Regions from separate parts of the Zea mays genome. Here region 1 is linked to region 2. Evidence: chromatin contacts called from public Hi-C data. All regions are on one chromosome and are shown on one strand. The core of a region is the stretch at or near the end of the contact, and the rest is flanking DNA. Distances in the headings are between cores, read along the strand shown. Region 1 holds the start of LOC103644172 (pentatricopeptide repeat-containing protein). Region 2 holds the start of LOC103644171 (folate-biopterin transporter 1, chloroplastic).

Region 1 (6,330 bases), core at 1,170-3,669, 140 kb after region 2:
AACTTCAGAAGTTATTCAACTGTGTAGTTGACAACTTTTTTATTTGAATTCGTTTACGGTCTCAAAAAAGCAATTTACACTCAGTTGGTTGTAATATGCAGATAAAAAAATTACAAACTAGACAAAAAACATGTCATAGACGAAGTTGTAGCGGAGGGTACGCACGAGGGTGAGGTCGGTGATTCGATTCCTAACAACTCCATAGCGCGCGAAATTTACGCAAAAAATGCCGCGACTTGTGACTCGAGACGGGTTGGTCCTCTCCTGAAATATTTTTTTTGCAGTTTTTAAAATCCGTTTAATGTTTCTGAAAATATTTTTCACTAGCGGTTTTATTACGTCGACGGCCAATGGAAACTGATTTTCACCGGCGGTTTTCTTAACTTAACCGCTAGTGGAAATCGATTTTCACTGGCGATCCTCAGTTACCCACATATAAAAATGATGATTTCTATTAACCCTTAGCACCGACGGTTCTAAGAAACGCTAATAAAAATAGGTTCACAATCTGTAGAACTTCTTTGTACCCGTGGAGGTGTTCGTCGGCTTAGCGGGACTTCACGTCGAGCTGCTTGGCATGTGAGGTGGCCGATTAGTGGGTCGTCTTTAGGATTGATTTGGTGACAAAGGGATCCCGGAAAGATTGGAGGGGATTGAAGGAGAAATGAACTAATTTCCCCGTTAGGGCTTGTTCGGTTATTTTCAATCCATATGGATTGAAGGGGATTGATACGGATTAGAAGGGATTTTAACTTACTAGGGATTGAAACCCCCTTAATCCCCCTCAATCCATATGGATTGGGGTAGAACCGAACAAGCCCTTAATTCTCTCTAATCCTCCCGGGATCCCGGGTCACCAAATCAGCTCTCAGGAGTTTTTTTTTGTCTTCTCTAGTAACCCGTTCTAGGTACCGACAAACGGTGTGTCCGACGTGCAGCAAACATATTAACCGAGTCTAGTGTAGCACAGTATATAACACACACGACGTCTGCTCTGCCCTTGCGTCACCGGCTCACCGCGAAGACTAACGAAAGCCACTTGCGCAGAGACGACGTGTGATCTCGATGAAATATTCTCGGTCGGCGTCGTTACCAGTAGCCGACGCCCGAGAGCCAAAGGCAACCAAGAGTCTGGACTGGAGGCGACCATTTCTATCATGGCGGCCATAGTCATGGAGAGAGATTCGCGTGACGTGTGCCTACGCTACGCTCACCTACTGCCGTGTTTGCGTGCATGGTCGCCGGCTGCACGAAGCAAGGGAGATTCGATCAGTTAACCTGTTACCCTTGTTCGTTCACGCGCGCGTACGCGTACCGTGTCAGCTGGCTCAGATGCGACGCGGTATCGCACTACGTACCATGTTTTGTTTATTTCTCGCTCACGCGTCATTGCTAATAGTAACAAACTTGGGCCGGCCGCATACGGCTGATGATATATATCCATTCTCGAATATTTGTCGCGTGTTAATTTATTTTTAAACTAAAACACAACAAATAAAAATGATCGGAGGGAGTAGATTTCAATGGAATCAAATGGCATAAAATGATTCAGACTTATTACTATTTTCACAACCCGTCTGAAAAAACAGCAGCCTTGAGCTCTCCTAATAAAGGCTGTATAAATAAGTGTACTTGTTTTTAGCAAACCAGCACGATACCATGACGACTCGAAGAATATATAGGAAATGATAGTGTGTCTGAATTCACGCTAGGCTCTATGGACCGACCAGCAGCATTGAGCATGCAAATGTTCGAACAAAATTAGATAGGATCACAGAAAAAGGTAACTAGGAGATTTAACAACCCTTGTGCTTTCTTGACTGTAAGGGCTAGTTTAGGAGTCAGAAAACCGGATAGGATTGGAGGGGCTAGAATCCTCTTCTTATTCAAAATTTTGAATAAGAAGAGGATTCTAGCCCTCCAATCCCCTCCGGTTTTCTGGCTCTCAAACTAGCTCTAAAGGTCGTCTCCAATTAATCTCATCTGGTTGCATTGACATCTTCCTTTGGGAGAGAAGGTCGTCTATTCCCTTGCCACTTGTTATGAAGCTCACTAGCAACATCTAGAAATGAAATTCCTATGCCATGTCAAACAAGGGCTCATCTTTAGTGTAACGACCCATTGATAGACGAGAAGCGATCGAGAGGAACAGACTTATCGCTTTACACGTGATGCATGACACACAAACCCGATGTTTTAAAATAGTAGAGATTTATAAAACTAGGCTTTTCAATTACTTTTAACTTTGAAAACTGTTCACTTTTTGTATTTTGGTGGTTTTGATGTCGATTTCACTGATGCAGTGCCACACCAGAAGTACTGCAGTAAATTGGACTACAAGTATTTTTTGTAAAAAATATATATATAATAATAGAAATAATTCAAAATTTATGCTGGGCTCGTCAATCGTCATGGCCTTGCTGTTTCCTGGGCTGGGCCTCGAAGTCGGAATGGACGTCCTTTCTTTCGCTTCCCGTCTGGTCCCCTTCCGAGTTCCGACTTCGACTCCCACCGCTGCCGGCGGCGCTGGCTAGGTGAGGCTAGCGGCGGCTCTCTGCTTCAGCCGGAGCGCTACTCGGTGCTGCCCCTCCTCCTCGCCTCCTGGGTAAGGAACTCTCCCCAGAGACCGGGTCGGTTTCTCGTTTAATTTGCTCCTCATTTTCATATCAGTAACAAGGGGAATGCACACTCGCAGCCTCGCAGGAGGACAGAGATTCTAAAATTCAGTACAAACTGACGACCTACACATTCGGAGCTTGGCATGGCGCTGTCAGTGTCCATATAGCTGCCTCAATGGCGCTGAAGGTTGCGTATCGCATACGCTTTGCGAGATGGCACCTGCTATCAGGCAGACTCATGTACTGTTCGTGCCCAGATTCGCCCTCCGCGCGGGCTTCTGCCGAGAGAGCAAGTTCTTCCGAGTTTGATTCTGCGATCCGGTCACTCAAGGACAGTCTCCGGCCAGAGAGTCTAGCCCGGATTCTCGATTCCACGTCCGATTCGAGCTTGGCACTTAGGATCTTCAGATGGGCTTCGCATCAGAGGTATAACATCCAGACGGTTGATACCTACAGCTGTATGATCTCCAGGCTTACTGTTGTGGAAAATCGTGATGAGATGGACAGCCTCCTCAGTGAGATGGTCAGGCTGAGGGTTCCTGCGCTGGAGCAGGCCCTTAATAAATTAGTTGAGTCCCTGAGCAGTAAGAACCGATGTGATGAAGCTTTGCTGGTAATACAGCATGCTAGATCTGCGAAGCTTAAGTTGTCAGTCTCAGCTTGCAACGGAGTGCTGCATGGTATGGTCAGGCAAGGAAGGGGTTTGCGGTTGTTCATGCTTGCGTACACGGAGATTATCAAGGCGGGAGTCCTCCCTGATGTGGAGGCATTGAATTTTCTGATCCAGGCTTTGTGTGAGTCTGGTCGTTTAGATCTGGCACTGATTCAGTTTGACAGGATGAACAAGAAGAGGTGTACTCCTAATAGTCATACGTTTGAGATACTGATCACAGCACTTTGTTTCCACAGCAGAGCAGATGAAGCGGTCAAGCTCTTTGATAAGATGCTGCAACTTAGATGCTCCCCTGATAGCAGCTTCCATGCTCAAGTGATGCCCCTGTTTTGCAAGTTCAGTAAAGTTAAGGAGGTGATTACGTTGCATCGAATAATGAAAGAAGGCAACATTCAGTTGAGTCTGCAGTTGTACAGTGCCTTGGTTAGATGTTTATGTGAGAATGAACTACTGGATGACGCTACCATAGTGTTCAAAGAGATGGTAGCATCAGGTCATGCTCCAATGGCAATTACATATGTGGACATGATAAATTGCTACTGTACAAAATCCAAGTTCCACAACGCTATGATCTTTCTAGAGGAAAATGGTGTCACTGAATTAGAACCATATAATGTGCTCCTGACATGGTTGTGTAGAAATGACAGGCTGCAGGATTCAGTAAACTATCTTGAGAAATTGCACAGCAGAGGTTTTGTTGATTGTGAGTCATGGAACATTGTTATAACTCAGTTCTGCAATGAAGGAAACATCAGAAGAGCATTTGAGCTCATTGGTAGAATGGTTGTTTCTTCATTTGCACCAGATAAGACTACCTATTCTGCTGTTATATCTTGTTACTGTCGATTAGGATCTTACATAGATGCCTTGAGTATGTTCAGAAGGGTAAGTATTAGCAACATGTCTTTGAATTCGGAATCTTTCTCACAGCTTGTAGAGGTTTTGTGTCACTCAAAGAGGATCAAAGAAGCTATCGAAGTTTTTAAATATCACTATAATAGAGGTTGCAGTCTGACAAACAAGTCACTTGATATGCTAATTCAAGGGAGTTGCTTGTCTGGAAAGATTCAAGAAGCAGTCAAATTGCGCACGTTGGCTGTTTCTGTTTGCACAGGCACTTTTTGTACATTCTCCACTTATGACATAATTATCCAAGCACTGTTCCATTTGAAGGAGGGGAAACATGTATTGGCTCTCTTTGCACAAATGTTGATGGAAGGTTGTCCATTGGATGGGTATGCATACAATATTCTGTTGCGCTCTTTCCTCACCAAGGAAACAATTATTGAGGCTGCTATCTTGTTCAACAGAATGGTTAACCATTCCTTTTTTCCTGACCAAGAGACGTTTGAATTATTAGTCAATGATATGGCCTTGTTTTCTTTTCTTAATATGGTTGCACAAAGTTTACTGAAAGTGGTAGATGCAAGTGGAACAGTGAGCCCTAGAATGTATAACATTATTATTTACGGACTTATTAAAGAAGGCTTCAAGAGTGAGGCATGCAAGTTTCTAGACCAAATGCTGGAAAAGGGGTGGGTGCCTGATTCAAGGACACATCGTGTCTTGGTCGGCAGCTCTGATCTGGTGGAGGCTAGAGAACTTGTTGAAGCCTACCAGACAGTGGATGGTGATAATGTGGCCAACATATTGTTGGAAGGACTAGATTGAGGTCTGTGACATGTTTTGGTTTACTGTTGTAGGGAAAGGATATACCAGTGCTGACAGTGTTTCCAGGTAAAGTTTTCATGAAATACTGTCAGTAATGAATACTGGTAGCAGAATCTAGAAAAGTAGAAAAACCTGTAGCAGAAAAGATAAGGGAGTTGTACATACTTGAAAGACCTTCAGCAAAGATGAAAACGGCAAATTGCTCTGGATAACGTCCTGTACTTTTCAGACATTATCGTGCCATTTCTAAGGAAAAAAAACACAATCTTTGCCATCAGTAATAGTCTGTGTGATGACTTGATGAATTAAATTGACTTTGGTTTCTTGCCTGAATTTCTGCTATTATATTTGTGGCTATTCTGAACCCAATATGGAACTAAACCAACACCACAAAACAAAACCCACCAGCTAGGCCTCTACTAACAGATTGGGGTGTTTAAAACTTAAAACAGTAATACATAGTGACAAGTTACTTTTGGCATAAAAATGAACCGTGTTTTCTTGAGTAGCTTTTTCAGATGATGTAGTGCTAGTTAATGAAAGTCGGTCGAAAGTAAATAGGAAATTAGGGTTATGAACACTATACAGGAGGAAGGAGATATTAATTAGGAGGTCAAGTATTACCTAGAAAAGTCATCTTTAGGTATTTAGAGGTATTTAGAATCAATGTTATAGAGAGATGGGATACTGACGAAGATGTTAGTCATAGAATCAAAGCAGGAATAGATAGAATGGAGTCAATCATCTGATGTTCTATATGACAAGTGGATATCACAAAATCTAAAATACAAATTCTATAGAACGGTAATTAGATCTGCTATGTTGTATGGGATAGAATATTGGTCTATAAAAATACAACATATTTATTAGATAAGTATTGTTGCGTTGAATTTATGGCAATATAGGAAGGGATCAAGTTCGAAATAATGATATGTGTGACATGTTAGTGGTAGCATCAATTAAAGAAATGTTGTCCAACATCGATTGAGATGATTTGGACATGTCCAACAAAGACTTCTAGGCGTCTGTGTGTAGTGAAATCTTAGTGTGCGATAGCAATGAAAAGAGAAGAGGATCGAAGTTGACATGGTAAGATAGCAATGAAAAGAGAAGAGGATCGAAGTTGACATGGTAAGAGTTAGTAAAAGAAGACTTCAAAGGTTGATATTCAGCATTAGATAGGAATGCCACCAAAGGTTTAGCATCGAATAGAAATGCCTAGAAAACCGCTATCTATATGTTCGAACCTTGTTTTGTAGAAAACCGCCAATGGCCCTATTTGACACAACTTATTTTCAGCTTCTTCATAAATTTAAGCAGAAGTTCTGTCAAATAGACAGCTTCTCTAGTAGCTTATCAGTTCAGCTG
Region 2 (6,567 bases), core at 1,586-4,085:
CCGTTGCAAAGTGGGCGGTGATGGCCCGCTAGTGACGGGAGGCCAGGGTTCGGGGATTTTCTCGGTCAGAACCATGTTTCGGTCTCTTCTTAATATAATACCGGGAGGACGGTCTTTCCCTCCCCGGCTGAGTTTTTTTATCCAGAACCAGCAGTTTCAGGTTCAGAATTATTTGCTCTAAGCAAGAATTCAAACTTTCTTCTGTCACGTTTTGAATACTCAAAGACTGGTATTAGACTTTACAGATTTCAGAAATAAATCTAACACAACAGTCCAGAGCAATTAAGCTGGTAAAATGAGTCTGTGAACATACATGAAGAAAAACATGGCAGAGTCTGATTGCGGTGTTGCTTGCCAAAGGAATATGAACAAGGTGGGTAGGAGTATGCTGGGTTGCTTTACTGAATCCCAAATCTGCATGATACGTTGCTTAGAGCTCTCAATTAATTCTGAACCTGAAACTGAAAGTGAGACTGAACTTTTCCCCAAAGGTAAGCGTTCTTCATTTACAAGAACTGCAACAGCAGATGTCATCAGTGGCAGAAGTGCTGTAACACCAAAAACAAATCTGCATTCATGGGACACATGATCAGTGAACTGTAAACACACCAAGAAGCTTCATCAGCTGTTACCAGGTCTATTAGCAACACAACCTTACACCATAAGTATCCACTAAAGAACCACTGAAGTATGCACTCACGACTCCTCCGAAGGCTGAGGATCCCCAACATAGCGACTGGAGAGATCCAGATGTACTCTGTGATTCACCTCGAGCTCTCTCAACCACCATAGAATCAACCACCTGGATTATTTTTCAGTTACATTATGAAAACAAACCAGAAGTTCAAACATTGGAGTCCATAAAGAAAATGTTAGAGAAGTACAATGCAAAAGTTGAACTGAAACATTCTAAGCTAGCATTTTCTGACTTACAACATCAGATATGGCAACTGCAAGAGATCCAAGAATAATAGAGAGTGCTGCACTATATTTATCATCCACAACAGCGGCCATCAAACTCCATGAAAGTGCTCCAAGGATGCCTGATAGAAATAGGTACGACCTTCTTCGATATCCAAAGAGAGGGATGGAATCACTGTATACGGAAATAAAAACAGTACATCATTGCAATTAAGTGCATATATCATATACAGAAAGAAAGGGATGGCAGGGAGGTTATTCGGTATTTTGGTGAAACCTGATAAAACCGTAGAGGGGCTTGACCAACCATGGCAAGGCTGAGAACCCAGATATAACTGCAGTCTAGAAAACACAAACCAAGTTAATCTCTGTACTAAGACATGTTAGACATTTTTTTCACAGAACAAGAGTTCTAAGGGAATGCACTTGATGTACTCATACTGCTTATGCACCAGCAAAACAAAAGCACACATGCTTGGAGATTGAAAGCGGAAATGGACTAGTATTTGGATGAAGAAACAAGGATTTCCACCATACCTCTGCTGGCTCAAGATGAAGATTATCTTTTAAGTAGAAGCTGACAGCAAGCCTCGAAAGGCCTAAAACTCCTTGCACGAAGTAAACAATAGCAACAGCCACATTATCAGGGGACAAATCAACCCCAAATACTTTGATGTACCTTGACTTGGACATGCTCTTTGAAAGGCCTTCTGTACTATATTGCCACCCCTCGCGGTCTGCATTTTGTGTGTCCTCTTCTTTCGAAGTTACTTGATATCTTGGTTTTGCACTCCCTAAAATAGATAATGTGATGAAAATGGAAGCACAACGTACAATAAGCTTGACATCCAAACAGTACTGGTAGCTTGCTTTAAGGAGTAACACAGGAAGTACCAGGAACTCCTGTAGTTTCCTTACCAGTAATGAAATTCGGTTTGTCCGTAGTGGACAAACAAAGAGGAGCGAAACAGGGGTGGAAAATCTACCCTATTTGTTAAGCGCCACTATTCTTTGATTATCATCATGCTATAGGAATTGTGCTATCCACAAGGAACGTGACAAGTCCAAACTATCCTATCTAGGAAAAGTTTATGAAAAAAACTGACTGAAAGGGGTTGGTGGCTTGGTGCTATAGCTATGCAGGCAAAGTAGAGAAGGTCTCCTGAATGTTTTTAGGGTGTGCGTGTCAGGGTGTGTGTGAGTGCGCTTGAGCGTGCGTACCTTGGTAGTCCAGGCTTAGAAAAAAGGGGTCTCCTGAATGTTTTCTGGATGACCATAAGAAATTCCTGCAACTGCACAAACGAAAACCAGAGGTCTCGAAGCTTCCCTAGACAAACTATCAAGTTTCCAGAAGCTGTGGAAAATTCAGCCAGTGGTGCTTGATTTCTCAGACTACCGCACGTTTCTCCCTCTCTCGGAGCCCAATGAAAACGCCCACTCCAAAAATTTCGTATCCGCTGCTCTTACCAGTCAGTTACCACACAGAATTGCTTTACAATTACGATATAGCTAATAAGCCAGCGCGGCTCACCCGTCCGACGGACCGAGGAGGACGTGCTGCTGCCGTCGAGGCCGAGGGAGCCTGGAGCCGTCCCGTCGTCATCGTACGAGCCGCGGCGGCCTGAGCTGCCGCCGAGCGCCGTCTCCGGGGGGCGGCCGCAGCGGCAGCCGTGTTCCAGCGGGCGGCGGCGGCGGCGATCGTGGCCGCCGAATATTAGGTACAAGTCGGCCGCAGCGGTGGCGCTCGGGAGCGGAAGGGGCGGCGGTGAGAGCAGGACGCTGAAGCCCATCCTCTCCGTCGTCTCGTGGTTCCGAGCTTCGTTTTGCTTTTCTCCTCTCTTCCCGTTTCCTCGGGCTCAGCAGTCTCGCCGCGCCGCGCCAACGTCTCTGTCTCTCCCTCAGAAAAAGGCCCGCCATATGTTCGGCCATATGTTCGGCTTTTCATACATTGCGGCCCAGCTTGCGCAATGTATGAAACCTGATAGCTCTACGGCCAATACATATCAGGGCAATCTAGGGATGGCAACGGGGAATTCCCCGTCGGGTTTTAGCTCCCCAAATCCGTCCCCGCGACAAAAAAATTTCCCCGCGGGGATCCCCACGAACGCTTGCGGGGGACATTTCTTCTCCATCCCCGTTCCCCGCGGGGATAAATCTCCATCGGGGATCCCCATCCCCGCTTAAATTATAATTAAATCGTACTTCATTTGTTATCAATGTAAAATATTGTCACTTATACACATTGTTAGATGTAAAATTCATTATGTGCACATTAAAATCAATGTATTTGTACAACAGGTGATCTCTTGACAAGGTAATTCTTTACTTTTATCATTAACTATTACATGAAAACATTGTCACATGTAAGTTTAACGGGTCCCCGCGGGGAACGGGTATGGGGAATGCTTCCCCATCCCCGTCCCCGTTTACCCGTCGGGGGAGAACTTTTCCCCATTTACATCCCCGTGGGGGAAGAAACTTCCCCATCCCCATCCCCTAATAGAGGAATTCCCCGCGGGGAATCGGGGATCGGGTCCCCATTGCCATCTCTAGGGCAATCTATTTATCCAACTGCTAGTGTGGGGAAAACAAAACCTGACGGTTTTCGGCGGACGCCTGGTTTTCTGGAACCGTGGGTTCCGAAAACTGTTTCCCACTGTTTTTTGAAAAAGAATTAAAAAATGGAAAATTTTGCAAGAAAACAGAAAAATATGATAAAAGAATAAATATTTTCTGGTATATATTATATTCATTTCTATTTTCACTTTAAAATTAATTAGCATTTTGGGTTATAAACAATGAAAATCGGTAAAAAACAACAAAAAAGCAAAAAAATACTGGTTTACCGTGAACCGTTTTAATTGAATTAGAATACAAATGGGTCAAAAATCTGGGGAAAAAACCCCACGGAAACCGGTTTCTTAGTGAAATTTAGCAGTTTCTCGGGTGGTTTTCACCAGTTTAGCGCATTTTTTTGTTGGTTTACCGTTTTTTTAAAATTTTGGATTTGATTTGCTAAACCGGACGATTTTTTATTGTTTTGGGGATAAACCGGCGGTAAACTGATACCGCCAAGGAGCAGTTTTGGTGATCCTTGGTCTGGACTTGCTTGAGCCCGTTCTGTCCATTGCAGTTCCAGATCAACACACTGGAGATTACCACACGGTGTGTCACTATCATTCTTCAAATAAGATGATTTGTTTCCAATTTATATCTCGAGATGAGATTGAACTAAGCTAATTTTCTCCTACTAGTATGAAAGCTTTACAGAAAGGCAACATCCTGCCTGCACTAACACAACTCTGAAAACCAGCTGCACACAGATCTGACAAACTGATACTACAAATCTACGGCTAGGCTACGAAGCATCTGTAGCGGCATGTACTGCTGATGAGACTGGTTTACACCCAGCAAGTGATTCCGGTGGATCTCATGGAGGATAATAAACAAGAAGACACCCTGGCCCTCCACGGGAAAGAACACACCATGGTCGAGAATGAGCGGGGTCCTTCTTGACTCATTGGATAGCGCAAACACATGTCGAGATGCCGTCTCCGTCGTCAAGCAAGTCTCCGCCTTCGCTGTATGGAATCACAAGAGGCACAGTGTGAGATTAGCAAACGAGCAAGAACCTAGCAGGAAAGTTCAGAGGCCTGCCAAGTCAGTCAAGCCAATCCATCCAAAAATGTGACATGGCCTCTAGAATATGGAGATGTTTTTTGAGAGTGATGTGCACATGATATCCCCAGCACTAAAAAAAGAAGGAAAAATGTCCGGTGTTTTATTTCTGATTGCTGCATGACATGACATACATTGACGTACCCTTCTATGAAAATGATGTTGATCCTCTACATTTCTCACCTCGATAACTTTTACGGAGCAGTCAAGTCTTTAAGGTGAGGTCAAATAGAGTGGTGGTTCGTGGATCGGGTTTTTTTCTTACTGGAAAGCGGTGGATGACCAATAATAAGTGTTTGATTATTTTTTTAACGGCCTGACATTATTTATCTCTCTGCATTTTATATGGCCACCCATAGTCCTGACTGGAAACCTATGTTTAAAAAACCACACCAATCTCAGTTTGTGCAACTAACTTGATACTATCCCAATGCTTTCAAACGATAAATACAGTAAAAATAGTAATAGTGATGGGGATATAAAGATCGACTGACAGCACTATGATGTTATGCAGTAAAATTGAGAAGGCAAGTATGCCCGAAACCATGAACTCAGGCTGCTTCAGTGTAAATTTGCTAGCATAAATGTGACCATGTCATAAAACTATAGGTGCAATTTTGTATCCACAGTTTTTTTCCCCTAAAGACAGCTAAAAGATTCAGTAATAAACCCTCTTAGAATAATACATCCACAATTGCGATTTATGGATAAAATTGAAATGATCATATGACCAAAAAACGCAAACTTAAAGGGTGTTTGAATAGACTAGAGCTAATAGGTAGTTGGCTAAAAAAAATACTAGTGGAATTAGCTAGCTAACTGTTAGCTAAAAGTAGCTAATAGCTGAATTATTAGCTAAACTATTTGGATATCTTCATCTAATTTTAGCAGCTAACTATTAGGTCTAGTACAATCAAACACGTCCTTAATCTCTGCTAGTGTAAAATCACGCATAAACAAATGCAGTGCCGTGCAAAAATACTGTCCCCATAATTACTGGGTCTGCAACTCTGCACACCACATGGCTAAATGTTTGACGTAAACCCAATCAAATGGAGAATATCTTTGATCCTATCTGGCTGGCATATAAGCATGGTTTCACACTTACGCTCAAGTCAACACAGCACAAACTAATTTAACCAGAACCATTGTCTGGCAAGCTCGCCAAAATCCAAGCATGTAGAGAACTCGTCTAGTTTTATCTAAATGTATAAGCAACAGACACATACAACAGCACATGGTAGCGATTCAACCATCGAGTGGACGCTATGCTAATCCAAGATTCCGAGAGAGATGAGATATACCTTGGCTCGTACTCCTTAATCTCTGCCAGATCTTTCCCGATCAAATCCAGCCACTTTACATTGCCTTTGTCGGCGCACTCGTCATCGCCGCAGCTGGTTTTCTTCAGGCAACTCTTACCCAGCGCCGGCGCCTTCTCCACATCCTCGCGCTTCTCAGCGTCGTCGTCCCTTCCGGCGGCTACCGGCGCCTCTACCTTCTGAACCGGAGGCGGCTCCTCCTCGGCGACAGCGGCTGGGCGCGGAGCCGGCGGAGAGGCGGCGGCAGCGTCGCGGCTCGCATCTTTGGATTGGGGGAGGCAGGGGATGAGGCGGAAGGGACCGGCGCAGTGGCTCTCGCAATGGGAGAGCCTCATCAAGGTCGGGGGTGGAAGCACGGAAAGCTAGTGCCAAATAGCCCCTGGCTCCAAGAGCACACCACATCAATCGAATCTCTCGACTGGCACTGGCAGAGGAGCAGATCGAGGTGCTGCTGCGGAATGCAACCAGGAATCGAGCCTGCCGACAAGAGGAGCAGCAAATCTCTGTGCAGGAGAGGTGCGGAAGCGGGGAGAGCTGCAGCTGGTTGTAAGCTTGACAGGGAGGCAGGGGAGCAGGAGAGAAGACAAAAGAGTGCGTTGTGTGCGAGTGCGAGAGAGAGAGAGAGGTGGAGGGAGGCCGAGGAACT

Evidence for each region. Hi-C and Micro-C count contacts between places; a contact is called where the count stands out from the background.
Region 1: a contact with region 2 is called in a Hi-C map of endosperm, with 2.3 times the contacts expected there. The contact joins the promoter of LOC103644172 here to the promoter of LOC103644171 in region 2. A contact is called at or near these places in 9 of 25 Hi-C or Micro-C datasets (bundle sheath, ear, endosperm and 4 more) and 2 of 3 datasets of contacts at active chromatin or transcription factors (leaf and seedling).

Annotation. Positions count from the first base shown.
Region 1 is chr1:294,397,624-294,403,953 of Zm-B73-REFERENCE-NAM-5.0, forward strand. LOC103644172 (pentatricopeptide repeat-containing protein) reads left to right here and starts at 2,420. Exons shown (of 2, transcript XM_008667366.4): 1 at 2,420-2,605; 2 at 2,696-5,239. The coding sequence starts at 2,794. The coding sequence ends at 4,962.
Region 2 is chr1:294,252,874-294,259,440 of Zm-B73-REFERENCE-NAM-5.0, forward strand. It overlaps LOC103644171 (folate-biopterin transporter 1, chloroplastic), which reads right to left and starts at 2,836. Exons shown (of 10, transcript XR_561518.4): 1 at 2,453-2,836; 2 at 1,459-1,715; 3 at 1,199-1,263; 4 at 934-1,096; 5 at 654-802; 6 at 314-568. It overlaps LOC100274966, which reads right to left and starts at 6,538. Exons shown (of 2, transcript NM_001149199.1): 1 at 5,904-6,538; 2 at 4,104-4,502. The coding sequence starts at 6,256. The coding sequence ends at 4,439.